Linked DNA regions of Anser cygnoides: region 1 is linked to region 2. The links are chromatin contacts, called in public Hi-C maps. All regions are on one chromosome and are shown on one strand. The core of a region is the stretch at or near the end of the contact, and the rest is flanking DNA. Distances in the headings are between cores, read along the strand shown. Region 1 overlaps MED14 (mediator complex subunit 14). Region 2 holds the start of RPL8 (ribosomal protein L8).

Region 1 (4,408 bases), core at 332-2,831, 210 kb before region 2:
CTATTACAAGGGGTCATTTCCCAAAGACGCTAATTACTGCTCTGGAAGAACGTGCGGGGCTGGGAGTACACAGTCAGGCACCGCAGCACCGCTTCCTCAGTTCGTGGCGTTTGTGGAGACGAGCTTGAGGTCTTAAAAACACTTCCCCAAAAATAAGCACACTGCTTATGATCTACCCAGCCCATGAACCATCAGCTGCTCTAGGGATGTCTTAGGAAAAGGCCCACGTATTTGAAGTCAATGCAATTTAACCTATGTACACGTCTCTCACATTATGACAGCGTTATACAACAGTCACGGCTTTGAAACTACAGCCTAGATATTATGCAGTTAACACATTTCAATTCCACATTAATTTCTTGAAACGCATTCTTACCTTAAAAACATTTGAAATTCTGTAAGTATCTGGAAAATTTGGGCAACGAGAACAATAACCACTTGAGCTAAAATAATAGCTGGCATACCACAACTTCTGAAATGACATTGTTGACAGTTTAATCATACATCTAACGCAAACGATCCAAATTATTCTCCCAGTAGTCCATTGTAGTAGCTATTTTTCCACGTAGATTTTGCTTTAAAATGCCCACTACCTGGAGTAACTTTCGACTAATAGATGAAACACATGCTTAGAGACAAACTAAAGCTCCTGAAAGAAAAACAGCTTCTGGTTTTATGAAGCTTTGTTTTGTCTCAAATACTCACCATCAGAACTTGTTTCCTGCAGTCTTTGAAAACTCAGTTAAAACATTTGCAATCTCAGAGGCAAACTGCAGGACACTCAAACATACAAGGACAACAAGCGATTTAAACTGAATTCAAACAAATCTCACCTTGATTCAGCTCCTTATCTGAACGTTTGGTTGGCTACCAGAAAACTAGACTGAACACATGAAAAATGAAAATTAAAACTACATTTGTAAACACCCAAGGTTACTTCTCTGAAAGGCACTGAGTTGTTGCTGGGCTGTGGGAAATGCTTCCTTTTTCTAGTAGTGTTTTTCTTTCAGAAATTATTTAGGATAAAGGCTTCAGATGTGGTGCACGTTAACAGAAGTGGTGTATATACAGATATACACACACACACAAAGAGCCACGAAAATTCATTAATCTCCCCACAGTCTCAGGTTGGGAATATCACCTCATAACCACCTGTCACTAGTTTACATGCGTTGTTTTCTCGCCACCCTGTGGGGACACCCCCACGTTTATTTTCAAGTGCTGAAGTTCAGTGGGGCCTTTGTCCTCCAGTACACTCAGCTGCCAACGTGCACAAACAACAGCAGACATTTCTCTGCATAGCAGAAAGCTTCGTTTTGGCCTGGGAATGCTCAGACCTCAAACCCAGCCCAAATCTCCAGCAAAATATCCAGTCTTTTTCAGACACCCACCTCTCAATCTGATGGCATTGGTTTAGTTGAGAAAGACAGAACTACAAAACCTTTCCCAACTGATTAGCAGAAACAACATTTAAAGATTGCCAGGGTTTTCACTCCAGTGGATAAGTTTTGTGTTTCAGAAACAAACTGTAATCACCTGTTAGATACAACCAAGCTAGAACAGTACTTACTGATAGAGTACCAACACTCAAAACCACGGGCTCAAGGCTGCAGTCTGAAGCAGAATCCAATGAAATGATTGTAAATAACGTAAGAGCCTTGACAGACTCATTCAAGAATAAAGAAAGAAGCCTTGTGACGGTCGTAGGGGCAATAGGAGCCTCAAATCTAGCAAGGTAAGCTAGAATACAACCCCAAAAAGATTTTTAAAATTAGTTTGAAACATCCTTCTGCTTAGTATTTGAGCATACTAATCCATGAAGACAAATGATCAAATGACAGACTAATTCTAAAGGACAGAAATTTTCTCTGATTACAACAGCAGCCATCAGTCACCACTCACAAAGTTACCCACATCCAATTCAAAGAGTAAGCGTGAGATTGTTTCTATGGTTATTTTCTTGGTCATCTTCAGCTTTTTTGGATCGTCCTCTCCAATTTCGTGGCATACATTCAAGCTTCTACCTTACCTGCCTTTACAATAAGATTAATAACTTCTCCTATTATTATTGAGGTGTCTGAGGGCTCTATAAACAGGTGAAAAAAGGTGCTTCCTATCACTAAACATGACTTTGGGGACAGAACAAATGCAGTTCCTTACAAACGTAGGAAATGAAGCACTAAGTAATTACTGGATACTTATACAATAAGAATGAACAAGAATGAATAAACATTGTTTTCTGAAGGCTTAGAAGCAACCAAAACCATAGGATAAATACATATATATATATATATTAAATTAGCAGCTTATGGGGGAAGTGGGGTCACATATAGAGATAGCCATGTAGGTGAGTACAAGAGATCTGGCCAGCAACTACAGCAGAAAAGGAATAACGGTTAAGATTATACAACATCCAGTTTAAGAATATTTTTTAAATCCAGTTTATTAAATATTGCTTTTTGGGGACATGTTTACAACAAGCCCAAATAAATTGTTTAAGGATTCAAAGCAGTCATATTAAAATACAGCTTCAATATAAAGTTTGTCACAGTTTTACAGTATTCAAAAATGACAGACCTGCCTTAAAAAAAGACTATTACACCAAAACATAAGAAAAACAAAAAACAAACAAGTTTGGCATTTTCATACTCTGTATAGTATAAAACAGAATATTAAATCTATTACCAGCAAGCTGATACTTCAATCTATTACCTAGTCTGAAGTGTCTCCCATTAAAACACACTATACAACAGCACTATACAAAAGTCGTGGTGATACTCATTTTGATGAAAGTGCATCCCTGAAAGTTTGCCAGTTTATTAGTTAGCTCTTAAAAAAAGTAAAATTAGAACGTCCTCTTTTAATTGAAGGCTTAATTTCAGAGAGATTTTTTTTTTTTTGCTGTTTTGTCTCATTTTCAGCCTTCTTTTAAAAGTGTCTATGGACGCCCACCAGGGGGCAGCGTAAGATTAACCATCAAATCCCGAACGGCTGCAAATATTGTGCATTCACCTGGAACAGGGAAAAAAGACATGTTAGCATCACACGCAACAGCAGAGCAACAGGCAGGGCTTAATTCTAACAAGCAGGCAAGGAAGCGCGCTACTCGCGCTCCCTCCATGCTGGGACGTGCCCTCTGCCTGCTGGCACACTTTACAGTGTGGCTACTACCTGCTGTCGTAGCCTAATACAGGGAGGAGTTCACAATAATTTACAAGTTCAGCTAACACAACGATGATAGAAGGGGTTCACAATAACCGGTGGTTGCAACTTGCAAATTCCAGTGACCTCCAGGGAAGTCTGGATTTGAAACTATTTCAAGTGAAGAAAGTTCAGCTTCCTCCTGTTGGTCACGAAATTGCAAGAAGCCACTGACAGCAGCTCTGAACTTTTAATAGCTTTGAGTGTCATGAGTCTATGATAGAATTTATCACATATGGCACTGCAATCCATATTTGTATGTATGTTATAAATCAAGAGTGCTACATTTTATCAAGACAAAACACCAAAACCTTTTTCAAGTTCCATTTGCATTGATTAAGAACAGAAACTAAACATTTCAGAAGACTCAAGTATGAAACAGCTGGAAAATGTTCTTTTGTCCTAAGTCTAGTTTTGGAAACACTTTTAATTTCAAGACTGGGCATAAGTCTTCTTTTTTTTTTTTTTTTTATAATTAATTGTATTATTTTATTTTCCCACCCAACTGAATTGCTCTGGTTCTAGCCTTGGCTTCTAAGCTGCAAAATAAAACGCAGAGCAAATAAACTTTGCTTAAAACTGTTGAAAACAGAAAAAGTCAGCCATAGCTGTCTCAAGTTTCAAATATTTTTTTTTAAAAAGACACACACATTCTGAAATAGCTTTAAAAATGAAAACCAACAGAATCAAGAGGATTTACATAGCCCAACAAGAGATCAAGCATTATTAGACAGAAGTAACTTTCATCTACTATTCCTGATAACAGCATACAATTAATAGCCACTATTGTACCCTGTCACCGCAGGCTGAATTGTTCCAGCATATTTCAAGAAGCATCAAGCAGAAGAGACTGCATTTTGTTGCTGAAGAAGGAGCTGTGTGAGCAAAGAGATGAGAGCAGAGCACGTGGGGATGCATTAATCCTAACTGCCAAACTAGTGACTCCCAGGATTATTTTGGGCAAGTCATCATCATATCAAAGCTACAAATCAGGGCTAAAATACCATCCACTGCATCACTGAAAACCAGACATTAGGCAATGCTCAGTGGTGAAGTGTTTTAAGAAATATCACACAAGTCCCTTGAGCTCCTCTCTACGGGTCACCTCCTGCATCAGTAGGGACTTTCCTTACCAGACATCAGTCCACTACATAACGCAGATTGTAGGCTTAGAGCTCAAGTTTAACCCTGTTATTCCAGGACATCG
Region 2 (4,431 bases), core at 848-3,347:
CTTGAAACCTCTCAGGCAAGGCGATTTCAGCCTTAACTCACCCTTCTTGCCGCAGTAAACGAACTGCCCGGTATGAATCCCCTCAGCAGCGATGAACAGCTCGGTTCTCTTCTTAAACCTGTACGGGTCACGGAATGCAATCTTGGCAAGGGGAGCGCCTCGGCCAGGATCATGAATGATGTCCTGTTGGAACAGACACCTGCTTTAGGGCAGCTCACAGCATTTGCCACGGGTTCTGCAGAAACCAAAGCGTTACAAAAACTGAAGATGATCGCTATTAAGGTAATTCTCACGAGGAGACCCCTTTCTCAGAGAAGCCTTGATTTCTCCTGGGGTGAGTAAGTTGAAAACAAATTCACATTCGTAAGAACGCCCCCTCGAGTATCCGCGGCGCAGAATAATGACTCCGGCCAGGTGTGCTGCTTCAAAGTGACCAGATCCGAACTGGTTTGTTCCTGACGTTCTGCAGGTATCAGGCCTGTCCACAGGATGTTACTGAACTGCCCAACATCACCACGAATCACCCAAACGCTAGCATTTGTCAGTGGAGACAGAGCTAGACAAATGCAGTGATTTCTCTAAGTCTTTTTTAGCACAGAATTGTTTCTGAACTGCTGATATTAAGTATACTAAATTATCTAAGCCCCCAAATGAGGAAGCAGAGACTTATTGCTTCTTCTTTGCTCTGAAAAGTGTCAAGTCTGTCCATCTAGAACAAATCTTTGTACATTCAGATTCCATCACACAACCATGCACAGGCTACAGAGAAGTGATGAAACCCCTCAGACGTGTAGATTATCTTGGAAAGCCATTTCCATTAGTGTCAATTAACATGTTTCCTACTTTTTTCAGTCCTACTGGGCAAAACCTTCAGGTGTTTAAGTTTAAATCAAAGCTACCTACCTCCTTCTTTCATCAACCTCAATTACTTTAAGTGTAAAATCCACCCTTCCTGCACTCTGCAGATGAGCGTGTTCTGAAAGGATGACGAAATGGCGAGGTTTTGGGGCATCTAGCTAGGTACCCAGTGCCACTGCTTGGGGCCTCAGTCACTGACAACTGAAGAACAGCTACAGCACGCTGCCTGAAACACTGGGTCACTGCCCAAGTGGAAGTACTGCCTTGCTTCAATTGGTTGTGCTTATAATTGCTTTTTTTTTATTTTCTTACGATGCAACCTGCTATCAGGGCAACTCCCCTCTCATGTTTCACGCATTACAGAGAAGTCTTTAGGTGACACAGAAGCATGCTCATATTCCTACATCAGCAAAGCTCTAACAGAAAACCGTGCTGCTGCCTACATGCTATCCACTTTCCTATTGATACGCAGCCATAGATTTGCAGTTTCATGTTTCAAGGAACAGATTTAACGAAGCACCAGAAAGCTATACAACAAGGAACCCGCTTTAAGCACAACCTACAGAACCGCAGATCCCTTACAGTGAGGTTTGGGGGGGCCGCAGGCCACCCAACGCCGCTGCCCGCAGGCCCCTTTAGCCGCGCACCGCCTCCCCGCGGGCAGCCCCCCCCCGGCCGTACCTTGACGATGCCCTTGATGTAGCCGTGCCTCTCGGCGAAGTCGACGGCGCGGAGCTTGGCCGGGCCCTTCCTGTGCTTGACGTGGGCGCGGAACACGGACCCGGCGCCCTTCCTCTGGCCTCGGATGACGCGGCCCATGGCGCCCTGCGGGCAGAGGCGGCGGGACGGTGCCGGCCGTTAGCGCCTGGCAGGACAGGGCAGCGCCCCTCCCTCCCCCCCCCCCCCCCCCCCCCCATCCCCCCTCGGCCCTCCCGGCGCCATTAACGCCCGGCTAGGCCGCAGCGCGGCCCGCGGCCATCCGCGGCGCAGCCCGGCCCGCCCGCGCGGGGAGATGGATGGGGCAGGGCCCGGGCAGTGCCGGGGCGGGCGGCCGAGGGCCCGATGGCGCCGGGCGGGGCCGGACGGCGATGGATGGCGGCGGATGATGGCGGCCGCGCTCCTACCTGCGCTGCGGCCTCGCTGGGAAAGGAGGAGGCGCTGACGTCACCGCGGCGCCAAGGCCCTTCCGGCGCGCGGCGGTGACGTCACTGCCTGGCAACCGGGCGGTTCCGGCTGCGGCTGGGGGGGGAGGGGGGAGGGGCCAAGAGTCATCGGTGCTGAACCTGCTGCGTGCAGGAGGGGGCTGGTGGCTGATTTTTTATTTATTTTACTTTATTTTATTTTATTTTATTTTATTTTATTTTATTTTATTTTATTTTATTTTATTTTATTTTATTTATTTTTATTTTTTATTTATTATTATTTATTTATTCATTGTTTTTTAAGGTTTCTGTACTGTGCTGTTCACGCTAGGAAGTGACTTAAAATAAAAACCCTCCAGCCACTTCACGCTGCCTGTGTCAGATTTTTACCAATACTAGTTAGGGCGTAATTGGGAGATACCGCAAAGCAGAGGCGACTGTCTTAGTGCTCCTCACCTGTTTGTGCCATGCCCTGAAAGGTGCGATGGAAAGTGCCTTAACTCCTTTAACACCCCATTAGGTCTTCAGCATCACAAGCCCTTCTCCTTCCCAAAAACATCGCCACTGCTGACCCAATTCACCTTTTCGCTACAGATGCTCTATTTTACTGCTATTTTGCATGAGATTGGGTCATGGCAAATCTGCAGTGTAGGCTCACATAAGCAATCACTTTAAACTGAACCTAAGCATCCAATTTCTTGACAGCGAAGCTTTCCCACATCAGTATCGTCAGGACAAACGTGAGTTACACCCCCAGTTACAGGCAGGATGTCCACATACTGAGGGCTCCAACTCACGATCGCTGTCAGATTTAACCGCAGTGGCTGAAGACAGCACAGCCCGTTGTCTGCCTGCTGCCTGCGGGAGGTTGCCATTCCCCCAGCACACAGCCAGCGTGCCAGCTGCTCAGCCGAAGCCCCGTTTGACAGATTACAGCTTGACATACTACCACAAACTGCTGCTGATTTTGGTTTACATTGACGCAGAGTGTGACTAACTTGAGATTTTGATTTACGGTTCCTGTTGGCCTTAGATGTGGGGGCAGTAGTGTTGTTAGCTTTTGCTACTAAATCTGACAGGAGTCCAAGCCTTAAGGAACTACCTGAATTTCCAAATAATACCCATAAATCCAGCAGATTGCATTGGTCACTCCCCTTTCACATTCTGTGTAGCAAATTAATTAAGGACTTAGTAATCAATTACACAAGAAGAGACATGGTTGTGTAATGATTTAGTACACTCATTAATTTTATTATCCTGCACCAACTATACCCTGTATTCATTTTATTATTATTTAATTCATGGTGCAGTCTTGCACTGCTATCACCAGGAAGTTGCAATCTTTCAATTATATCACGGGCTTGGTCAGACATATAGCAGCTAAGGCAGTGCTGCAACATGGACAGTGAGTCCGAAACCAGAACAGTCCCTTGTTCCTCCCCACACCTTTTTGAATACTCTGAATATTTTTAGAGATGTCCATACCACAACGCTGTGAAGAGTTCTGGGCTCACCATCTCAAGGGATGCAGTTTTAGCCCTTCCTCCTGGTAATGCTGAACTGTTACTACTCGTGTGTATCACTGCAACTCCTCAGGCTGTGTTGCCACGTGTTTTTTTTCTGGGTCGGAGCATGCTGCATGCCCAGGGTTGCAGTTCCACTATCGCTCAAAACAGCTCTTAGTGTTTTTTTGTCGGAGAAAACCAGGAGGCGGCTGGGAACGGTACGCATCTGGACCTCACCTCTGCATGGGCTCACGTTTTCCTTAGGGTGCATAGCTGGATGCAAAACTGAAAGCCTCCCCCATTTTCTAGCCTCAACAGAGTTTGGGCATCCCAGGGAAGAAATGTAAATAGATGTCAGAACTGCATCAGTGACGGTGTAATTTTGTAATTGATTTCTCCTGCTGTAAGAGACATCTTTGACCAAACACTGATTATCAAGGAGTGAGAGGATTATATTACCTGACCCAGCCAAGTATGGACTGAATTCACAGTAAAGTTAAATATTTTGTTTAACTTGCATTAACTTCAAATACGGACAGATCTGAAGAAATGCAAGGAAGTAGTTTACACCTATTTGCGATCAAAAACACTGTCCAAACAGGGTTTGTCTCAACAAGGTCACTATGTGTGATACTGTTTGAATCTTGGTGCTGAAGGAAAAGAAATCCTGGACACTACCAATGATTACCGTGCTGCTCAAGTGACAAGGAGGCAGTGGAGGTGCTGTGTTTTGAAGTGAGGCTGTTTCCCTCCTCACAAAACCCCGTTCCCTGGGCCGATGTTGTCTCCCCATAACCCATCCTTTGGAGATTTTGCTGCACGAGGAGGATGTGGCAGTGGCAGAGGCACAGCGCGACAAGCCCACACCAGACAGCACAGCGTGAGACATGGGGCTTCTCAAAGCATGGAGAAACATCACCTACCCG

The links. Hi-C and Micro-C count contacts between places; a contact is called where the count stands out from the background.
Region 1: a Hi-C map of liver shows a contact between it and region 2, with 2.9 times the contacts expected there. The contact joins the enhancer-like site here to the promoter of RPL8 in region 2. A contact is called at or near these places in 3 of 7 Hi-C or Micro-C datasets (granulosa cells and liver).

The regions. Positions count from the first base shown.
Region 1 is chr1:120,553,559-120,557,966 of Taihu_goose_T2T_genome, reverse strand. It overlaps MED14 (mediator complex subunit 14), which reads right to left. Exons shown (of 31, transcript XM_013190909.3): 31 at 2,872-3,012. The coding sequence ends at 2,939. Among named protein-coding and RNA genes, the nearest start is that of ATP6AP2, 25 kb to the left of the region's middle. Within about 2 kb of position 1,581, at least 2 of the 3 cell types and tissues checked have open chromatin away from gene starts, as enhancers often do. A contact at or near this core is called in liver, where this site is marked.
Region 2 is chr1:120,341,199-120,345,629 of Taihu_goose_T2T_genome, reverse strand. It overlaps RPL8 (ribosomal protein L8), which reads right to left and starts at 2,097. Exons shown (of 6, transcript XM_048065838.2): 1 at 1,983-2,097; 2 at 1,540-1,683; 3 at 42-183. The coding sequence starts at 1,677.